2 separate regions of the Xenopus tropicalis genome follow, and region 2 is linked to region 1. The links are chromatin contacts, called in public Hi-C maps. All regions are on one chromosome and are shown on one strand. The core of a region is the stretch at or near the end of the contact, and the rest is flanking DNA. Distances in the headings are between cores, read along the strand shown. Region 1 holds the start of rpusd2 (RNA pseudouridylate synthase domain-containing protein 2). Region 2 holds the start of gchfr (GTP cyclohydrolase I feedback regulator).

Region 1 (4,961 bases), core at 1,335-3,834:
CATTTTGAATAGAGAAAACCAGTCGGATAACTAGCGAAACATTTTCAAGAGAATAAACACAGCAAGTCCAGTTGAATTGACTTATTACTGCAGATATATCATGACCTGGATGAATGAAAACCTTTACAGACAATCACAATCTTGGTTCTTATTCATTTTATCATGGTTGACAAAATGCTGACTGGTTAGTATGGGATATTACTTCAGCCCTGTTTCTCAGCCTTGGATCCCCAGTTGTTGAACTATAACTCCTAGCATAAATGAATCCTTTATCAGATGTTGAAGACCATGGGGGTTGTAGTCCAGCAACATGGGAACCCAAGGTTAAGAAACAGAGTACTATGGAATACATCTATTTTTGTAATCCTGCTCAATGTCCCCTTTAAGCCCCGATTAATTTTAACACCAGCCCACACAGCCAATTGTGGTGCACACAGAGGTTTTAACTCAGCAGTTTTTGCACCCATGCAAAAGCTATTTTGTTCTGTGTTGAAATCTTACCAACACTCCACTAATATAAGCGCTCCAGTTATGCAAGGCAGCTTGATTGTATATAGCCTGGAGGCCTCTTGTACAACAGGGCCACAAAGTCCTATGTTTTCTGCCCATAAGGCATCTTGACAACCCTTCTCAGTGGCACAGCTGTTTGTGTTCCTTGGTCTGTGTATGCAGTACTGTATGCATAGAGGCAAGGAGTGGGGTCACTTGGTAAGCTCTTCCTTGTGTCATTAATGGCATGTAAAGAAGGGGTGATGGGGGTCAAAGGCACTCCAGAACCCTATACTTAATGCCAGAGTTGGGTCAAGTAGTATTGGCATTCCAGGCAATATGCTGTGCTGCAAGGTGCAGAGCACAGTCTGTACAACCTGTGCCTAATGGTAAAACAGTGACTCCTATAAATAAAGAACAACACATAACTTACTGTGGGATGCAGCAGCCGCTGGACTCACTTGTTTAGATGTCTTTTGGAATATTTGTACCATGAAACATTGGACTGTAAATAATATACATGCTTGTATCTACTCTGAGACTGCTGTACAAGTGTTCATGTAAAGGGTTTAATAAAGCTTTAATCAAAATGTATCTCTATGCTCAACATGAAGGTTGTACAAAAAGAACTGTGTGACTCCTGACCATGTTTGCTGGATGCCATTAATTGCTTTCTTGCAGTATGTTAACTTTTTGATAAATCTGTCCCTAAGTGTTAGAGATGAGAGGAAGAAGATACCTGCCCTGTAGAGCTTACAATTGAAATGGGAGAGTAACTTACAGACTGTAATTGGAGGATATTAAGTGCTGTAGGTTACAGTGGGTGACACTGCAATAGTGCCAGAACTGGGTCAGGTCTCCTTCAGTTTAGTTCTGCAGAGACTGAGGGAGGATTCTTTCCGGAGGAATTCAGGGAGGGCATTCTGAATATAAGGAGCAGCAAGGCAGAAAGGTTTAAGATGGGAAAGGGCATTAGTAGTAGTAGTAGTAGTAGTAGTGGGGGGGGGGGGGTCCTAGCTGCCTCAGGCGGCCAAGTTCATGCCACCCCCTTGCTCCCACCGTGCTTAGGTTTTCTGTATCAGAGGAGGCCCGCATCACATTTTGGCTGTTTAAGTTACCAGGCCCTGGGTGCAACCAAGCAGTTCTGAGAGGAGCGGAGGAGTTGGCCAGGAATGTATGGAGACACACGAGAAGGTATGTAGTGAGATGGAGAGCTTTAAATGTTAGAGGAGTTTGTAATATATTCTTTGCATTATAGAAAGCCATGATAAGGACCTCAGCAGGGGAGGGGCCTGTTGCCCCTTTTGCCTCACGTACATAAACCCTATATACCAACATCAATACTAACTGTAGATATTAGTATTGCAATAGCCTATAATATGATGCTTGTTCAAGAACTCATCCAAGTCCCTTGGTACACTAAAGAGTGGGGTGTCACAGTTTGGCAAATTGGCACAGGTAGAGTAAATCTGCACCCCCCCCCCTCAAAAAACAAAAATACCCGTAACTTACTTTAGAGATAACTTGTTTTATTGTATAGACAACTGAATTCTATGACCATTTTATATTTATTTTATTTCATTTTTTGTTCTACTGATGTCAGCCTTGGATCTGGTTGCTACCCTAGCATCCAGGAAGCAGCTTGGAATTCAAAACGGAAGATAAATAGTAGAGGTAAATAAGACCTAAAATAATAACAATAATTATATAAAGGCCTCCCAGGTAATCTTTCACTTGGTTGCCATGGTCAGTGACCCCAAAAAACAGTATTTGCAGCTTTAACCTGAATGAGCCAGAATAAAGCAGCAACTAATGGAAAAAAAATACTAAATAATGAAGAGCAGTTGAGGAGATGCTTTTAACAAGCCAAGCTATAATAGACTAAAAGTGAACATACAGATACAATCATGGTTCACTCCACGGGAAAATATGTTGTAATTAGGACCTAAGTCACCTGACCCTTTCCCTCACAGTTACTGTCAGCTTAAATTCTGCTGCAAGGCAATCACATCCTCAAATAAAATAATAATTAACAATAACATTAATTAGCACATCCTAAAAATCTCACCCTGGAATTGGGTGCCTTGGGCGCCACTAGGGGTCGCTAGATTACACGCTTTAGCCTGGAGTTGCCTCGTGACGTCATCAGCGTGCGCCGGTACAGCTGTCGCTTCCATGTGTCTGGCAGGGCATGATTAGAGCCCAGTCAGCAAGGTGGCTAGTGGCACTGGGCAATAGGTTTGTAGCCGCTGTCATGTCGGAAGGGTCGCTTAAAAGAAAAGAGCCCAATGGCGAGCCTGGGGAGGGTGCAGGGAAGCGGAGGCACAAGAAGCGGAAGGCCGCGGGAGATGGGGACCGGCATGTGCCGCCTCCGGTAAAGCGGAAAGTAGGGGTGAGCTTCGGGGACGAGCACTTCAGAGAGACGGAGACCTACTTGGAGAACGGGCTGCGCAAGGTCCGCCCTTACTACTTTGATTTCGAGACCTACTGCAAAGGCCGATGGGTAGGGAAGAGTCTGCTGGAGGTGTTCGGCAAGGAGTTCCGGGCGGAGCCGCTGGAGTATTATGAGCAGGCGGCCCAGGCTGGCAGGCTCAGGCTTAACGAGGAGACAGTCCGGGATCTGAATGTTGTGCTCAAGGTGGGGTTATGGGTCTGCCTGGGATTCTGTCAGTGTATGTGTGTGCTTATTCCTTTGTACGGGTCCCCTACCCTGAGCTGTGTATGGGGCCTGCTCTCTATTTAGCATTTTCCCTGTCCTCCCTGTCTGGGCTCTGTACCTCTTTATGTATCAGTCACACTGAACTACTCATTCTATTTGTAGCCCTCTCTCTGCACAACTTATGAAATGTCCAAGTCCAATTTAACCTTCTCAAATGTGTTTATTTGTATTACAGAATAACGATTTCCTTAGGAACACTGTGCATCGCCATGAGCCTCCCGTTACGGCTGAGCCGCTGCGTATCCTAGCAGAGAACGATGAGATGGTTGTCATAGATAAGCCTTCTTCCCTGCCTGTCCACCCATGTGGCCGCTTCCGACACAACACGGTCATATTCATCTTGGGCAAGGAGTACAATTTGAAGGGGCTGCACACTATTCATAGGCTGGACCGCATGACCTCTGGGGTGCTCATGTTTGCCAAGACCTTAGAAGTGTCTAAGAAGATTGATGAGCAAGTGCGCCAGCGTCAGGTAAGGAGGGACAGAACCGAGTGCTTCTGGGGAGTTAAGGTACTGTGTACCTTGAAATTACTAATACTATGTAGTAATAGATATCTATAAGTACCGTTCTGTCTAACCGTGTCTATCACATATATGCTTGTTGTCTAGATATCTAAAGTATCCAATCTGCAGGTAGCATTTACTGGTCTTTTGATTGGTTGCTATGGGTTACTAGATGTGGACAAACGTAAGACTTATTACATTAAACTGTTAGTGCTAAAGTTGCTTATAACTTTGTTTATTGAACAAGTTTTATATTGTATTTATATTGTGAGGCAAGAATTGCACAAAATGACTTGTCAGGTCATATGACATTGTAACACTATTACAGCTACTATTAGTGAGTCAGAGCAAGACACGTGCCCCTGGGATCATTGAACTGAGTGGTGATTAAGTGAGATTGTAGAAAGAGCAGGACAAACCGTTGAGAAAAGGAGCACACAGGACAGAATAGGAGAAAAGTAACTGTGGGGGTATATCATAAGGAAAGGGTACAGAACAGCAAGATAAGAGAAGATAAAAGGAGACATAGGCAGATAGAAGAAAACGTTTTGTAGCTAGAACGGAGATGAATGAAAGAAAGGTACATAAAGGTAATAAATATACCAAAGGAGATGGTAAAGAAAAAGGGCAACCTAAGCAGCAGAAATGACCAGCCATTGCAGACTGCAGTATGACATAGGAAAGCAGACGGTGGACAAGGCACAATCCTGAGGGGGGGGACACCTAAATAAATAATAAAAGCACGTCATGCAGTGATGGGCGGGTTACAGTTTGTACACCAAACACTTAGTACTCTCATCTTCTTGTCTCCTGTTTGCAGCTAGAGAAGGAGTATGTGTGCAGAGTATGTGGCGAATTTCCTAAAGAAGAGGTGACCTGTGAGGAGCCCATATTTGTTGTCTCCTACAAGATTGGGGTGTGCCGTGTGGATCCCAAAGGGAAACCTTGCAAAACTGTCTTCCAGAGGCTCAGCTACAATGGCAAGTCTAGCGTGGTAAAGTGCTTCCCTTACACTGGGCGCACTCACCAGATCCGAGTCCATTTGCAGTACCTGGGACATCCCATTGTCAATGATCCAATATACAACACGGAAGCCTGGGGACCTAACAGAGGAAAAGGGGGCGAAATCAACAGGACAGATGAGGATCTTCTCCGGGCCCTGGTAGATGTGCACAAATCTAAACAAAGCCTGGACATTCTTGATATTTCAGAAGAGGATCTTCAGCCCATCATGGAAAATGCTGGCTT
Region 2 (5,132 bases), core at 354-2,853, 160 kb after region 1:
GACCTTCAGTTGCTGTTACCCCTTGCTGCTCATGTTTCACACTCTCCAGTTGAACACTTGCAATCCAGGCTGCCTGCCAGAGTGATATAGGGTAATGATATAGGGTAGAAATATAAACTGAGCTGCCCTTGGACCCTCAGTCTCCTAGAATAACCCTACTGCTTACAGTGGCTGAGAGTAATCTTCCATTCTCAGCACTACATTATTTGCATCACAAGCAAAGCTGCATAATACATCACTACCCATGTACCTAAGATATTGCTCTGGATACTCTTTTAGGGTGAAGACACACAGAGCTACTAGTAGCAGCTACTTGTTGTGGCCACTAAAATAGACAATGCTGATCATTTAATGACAATTGTCTCTACGTGTGTTTTAGCAAAGGCAATTCTCAGTATTGCCTATGGCAGGGTATTTTCTAGTGTTTAGTAGCCACGAAAAAGTAGCTGTTACTAAGTAGCTCAGTGTGTCTTCACCCTTAGATAGCAGCTTGCCCATACTAAGAAAGCCTTTTAACTCTATAAATGTATTGCTACCTCTGGCATAACATGCACTTGCATGGGAAGAGAAAGGAAGTGCCACACATCAGGCCTGGACTGGCAGTCTGTGGGTTCAAATGCCAGAGGAGCTGCTGTAAGTTGCTATTTATTAGGCTCCATGTGTGGACCTCTGTGTACTGGAAATGCCTGTTCTGAATACCAGACCTGCCACACACTTAAGCTGGCCATACACGTGGCGATCTAACGATCCGCCACACACAGTCAGGGCTGAAACAGCAGATAAGGAGGTAGAAACAATAGGATTTCTACCTCCTTCTGCCGATTCAGCCCTGAGGGCAGATTTTGGTCAGGCGCCTTCTATGGCGCCCGTTCAAAATTTTCTAACCTGGCCGATCGGCGAGTCGTCCAATATCAGCAGCTTCCTGCGATATCGGTCGACTCGCCGACATACCATACACCACCGAATATCGTACGAAACGAGGTTTTGTACGATAGTATCGGTGCGTGTATGGCCAGCTTAAGGTGACTGCCACTTGACTTGCCCAAGGGAAGGAGTGAATGATGTGCATTTACAGGTGGGGAGGAGGGGCTGGTGCAGGCAGGGTAGGTTCAGCTGAGCAGGAAAGGATTGTGCCTGCAATACAGACTGGGGAAGCACTGAAGGAGGTGAGTATTTTCCCTGCCGTTCCTTCCTCCGGATCCCTGTATCTCAGGGGCTGCACTAGCTCCCCGGGTCCGTTCCTAGTCTCCCTGCTACACAGCCATCTTTCTCTGCTCCACTAACACACAGACCCGGCTCAGTAATAATGAACCCATAACCCCTCACCCCCCAGCCTCACTGCTGCATTAGCTGACTTGCCAAACAAAGGAAAGCTTATGGAGCTTGGCCAGCAAATAGCCACACACATGTTACTGTAATCTGCTTTAGCAGCCCCTACGGTACCAACCAACCGGTTCTTCTCCTCCAGCGAACGGGCTTCCGTGTACGTCACAGTGACATCAGAGGCAGGAACGCCTGGCTATTGGCTGAGTGCTAAAGGTCGTCTGCTTAGCTGGTAGCAGGCAGGTAGAGTGGCAATAAGCAGGAGCGAGTCGTGCCGAGAGCAGCAGCCAGCATGCCCTATGTACTCATCAGCACCCAGATCCGTATGGTGAGTGGGAGCAGCGAGTGGGGATGTGCCTGCTGTGCTGCCATTGCTTTGCATGGTGTATGTGTCTCTCTATACCTGCCTCTTGGCATTGCTCTTTTCATTTTCCTGTCATTCATTAACACAACAGTTTCCTTCTGCAGCAAGAAAGGAAAATATGTTACTTTCTGTAAGGCGACTCTTATATATATATATATATGTATGTATGGAATGTTCCATGTGAATGCATTAGGCCGGGTTAGTGTAACAGCAGCAATGTGATTAGCAATAGCAAACAGTCACTTATTTGCTTTCCAAAGCTGATTCCTAATGGTTTGGCACTGCTGATAGTAATTCAGCCCCAGGGGCACAATGGTGGGATCTGCCTCAGCCCTTCAGCTGTTACTGGATTAGAAATACCTGGATCTGCTGACAGCGGAATAGTCTGAGATGACACTGGATTTACAAATCCCTGCGCTAGGAAATCACTTCCTGTTATACGGAAACCCAGTATCCACACATTATTGCAGTACAAATTCTCACTGTGTCCTGCTTAAAAAAATAACTTTATTTTTTACTTATTTGTTTTTTTCTGTAATAATAAGCCAGTGCAGGTATAGGACCCCTTATCCAGAATGCTCGGGACCAAGGGTATTCAGGATAAGGGGTCTTTCCGTAATTTGGGTCTCCGTACCTTAAGTCTACTAAAAAAATCAATAAAACATTAATTAAACCGAATATGATTGCTTTGCATCCAGTAAGGATTAATTTTATCTTAGTTGGGATCAATTACAAGGAACTGTTTTATTATTACAGAGAAAAAGGGAATCAGGTTTAAAATTCTGAATTATTTGATTAAAATGGGAGACTGCATTCCGTAATTCGGAGCTGTCTGGATAACGGATTTCCAGATAAGGGATCCCATACCTGTACCTTGTACGTGATGGTAAATAAGTTGCATAAATCCATATGAGAGGTGAAAAAAATCCTATTTTTTTATTTTTTAATTATTACTCTTTTTTTGGTAGACGTAGGGTATGGTGATCCATATAATCAGGAAACCCCAGATCTTAATCCTCTTGTAAAGGTTTTACTCCTGGCATTTACAATTACACACACAATCGAAGGTCACTTCAAAGGTAGCTGTAAGCATGTTATATAATGTCCTTTTATTCTTTAACTGGTCTTTATTTTTATTTTTTTTATAGTTTTTGAAATATTTGCCTTCCTCTTCTGCTGCTTCCCAGATTTCAATTAGGGGTCACTGACCCCGGCAATAGTCATGTGGGTGGCAGCTTCCAAATTTATACTTGCGCCTGCCCTGCTCCTTTCGTGACGTCATTGGCGGGGCAGGTACAGGTCTATAAATAGAGGGTAGAAGCCGGGTCGGGTAGGCTTCACCTGGCAACAGTCTTTCCCTGTGCCTGCACTTGGGGCCATTGAGTTATTAACTCAGGTACAGGCACATGGAGAGGATATTGATATGAAATGCACACTTGCACTTTTCAGCACTGAAATCCATTCAATGTGCTTGCAGCAGGTCCAATGCAATGGCTCTGGGTGCAGGCACAGCACCCAGATTTATGCCAGCGTAGGTAGGGTTACCACGTGACTGGTATGTTATCAGCGCAAATGATACTTGTTGCCAATGTTAATAATAAGGAAGAAAGGAATCTGATATAGGAAGGCTGCTGATATTAAAATGATAACCCCAAGTTTGAGCTGCACGAGATTTGCCATTGTACTACAATCCAGTTTTTCTTGCTTATTGGCAGGTTGGCCAGAAGTGAGCGAACTGGAAGATATCCCAGCAGCATTCCATAGCCAGCCAAACTGAATTAGTAAATGCACTGCTGCTTCTCACTGTGAGATAGACACATTAAGGACACCACCATTCCTGTTATTATGCTAGCTTTAAAGGACAAGTCAACTCAAAATATAATTTTTGCTTAATAAAAGAAAACATAGTTCTAAGCAACTTTGCAACATACATTCATTACATATTTGCAATGGTTTTTTAACTTATTTGTATATATAATTTAGTAGTGTTTGCCAGTCCTTTTCTACTCCCTGCCCCGGTGGCTCTGGCATTTGAAACACAAGGCAGCAGACTGACAGACCTGACTTGCTGAAGGAGACTGACCTTTGCAACATTGTTTAAACTGTAACAACCAGGAGTTCAGAAAATGCTGCTTTCAATAGCAAATACATTTACGAATAACTTTTAAAGAACTAAACATTTTTAATAAATTCACATTGGAAAGTTGCTTAGAATTATGTTTTCTTTTATTAGGCAAAAATGTATTTTTGGGGTTTGACATGCCCTTTAAAACAAAAGCTTTTCAGTGCCATCTGTGAGGGGCATAAGCAGCACCTCAAGAAGCACGTGGCAAGCAGCCAAAAATGTAAGTGGCCACCTCTTTATTGTGAGCACAGGCAGCACTGAAATGGTGGAGATGGTGACTTTATTCTCCCGTGTCTGGGTGCGTGCTTGGAACATCTGCCTGACAATCAGACTGTGAGATGCGCGGGTCCCCACACAGCTGTGTCCCCCCCAACGAAACGCCGCTGATTATTTTTCCAGTTGTCTGTTATTGTGTAGAGCAACAAATCCGCATCTCCAGGGATGGATCTATAATTCCTTACCAGTGTAATTTGTTTAGAGTCAGTAGAATTTATGGCAAGCAAGGCAGGACTACTTCTATTCACTTTAGAGCACAATGAATCATTTATATTCTCATCATAAATAGGTAATAATTACATTAGGAAGAGTGATTTATGATAAATGTACCTTTGTCTGTCATTCAGTGATGGTTCTTGTACAGTATGTGTTTTGGCTATATGGGGTTCCTTATGCGCTAACAATGGCGGTTTACCTTACTGTATTTAGGTACTAAATAGGCACATTACACCAATTTCTTTATACTGGAACTTATTCAGAAATGCTCAGGACCTGTGGTTTTACGGATAAGCGATGTTTCCGTAATTTAGATCCCCATATCTTAAATTGACCAAAAAATAATTTAAGCATTTAAGCAAGGATGAAGACACACGGAGCTTCTAAGGGCTCTGGCACACAAGGGAATTTAGTCGCCCGCGACAAATCTCCCAAATTGTGGGCTACTAAACTCCCCGATATAACATCCCACCAGCAAAAATGTAAATCGCCGGTGGGATGGCATACGCGGCGGCACGAGAGGCAACTTTGGCGATTTCTGCAAATCGTGGCGCCGCGTATGCTATCCCACCGGCGATTTACATTTTTGCTGGTGGGATGTCATATCGGGGAGTTTAGTTGCCCACAACAAGGGAGATTTGTCGCAGGCGACTAAACTCCCTCGTGTGCCAGAGCCCTTAGTAGCCAGAAAATACTGAGAATTGCCTCTGCTAATACACACCTAGAGACAATTATCAGTAAATGATCAGCATTGTCTATTTTAGTAGCTATGGCAAGTAGCTCCTACTAGTAGCTCTGTGTGTCTTCCCCCTAAACCCCGTAGGATTG

The links. Hi-C and Micro-C count contacts between places; a contact is called where the count stands out from the background.
Region 2: a contact with region 1 is called in a Hi-C map of neurula embryo, with 2.3 times the contacts expected there. The contact joins the promoter of gchfr here to the promoter of rpusd2 in region 1. A contact is called at or near these places in 3 of 5 Hi-C or Micro-C datasets (brain, neurula embryo and tailbud embryo).

What each region holds. Positions count from the first base shown.
Region 1 is chr8:114,978,994-114,983,954 of UCB_Xtro_10.0, forward strand. rpusd2 (RNA pseudouridylate synthase domain-containing protein 2) reads left to right here and starts at 2,585. Exons shown (of 3, transcript XM_002940499.5): 1 at 2,585-3,127; 2 at 3,384-3,680; 3 at 4,534-4,961. The coding sequence starts at 2,681. LOC100216173 reads left to right here. Exons shown (of 8, transcript NM_001142142.1): 8 at 1-1,083.
Region 2 is chr8:115,144,821-115,149,952 of UCB_Xtro_10.0, forward strand. gchfr (GTP cyclohydrolase I feedback regulator) reads left to right here and starts at 1,604. Exons shown (of 3, transcript NM_213715.1): 1 at 1,604-1,651. The coding sequence starts at 1,616.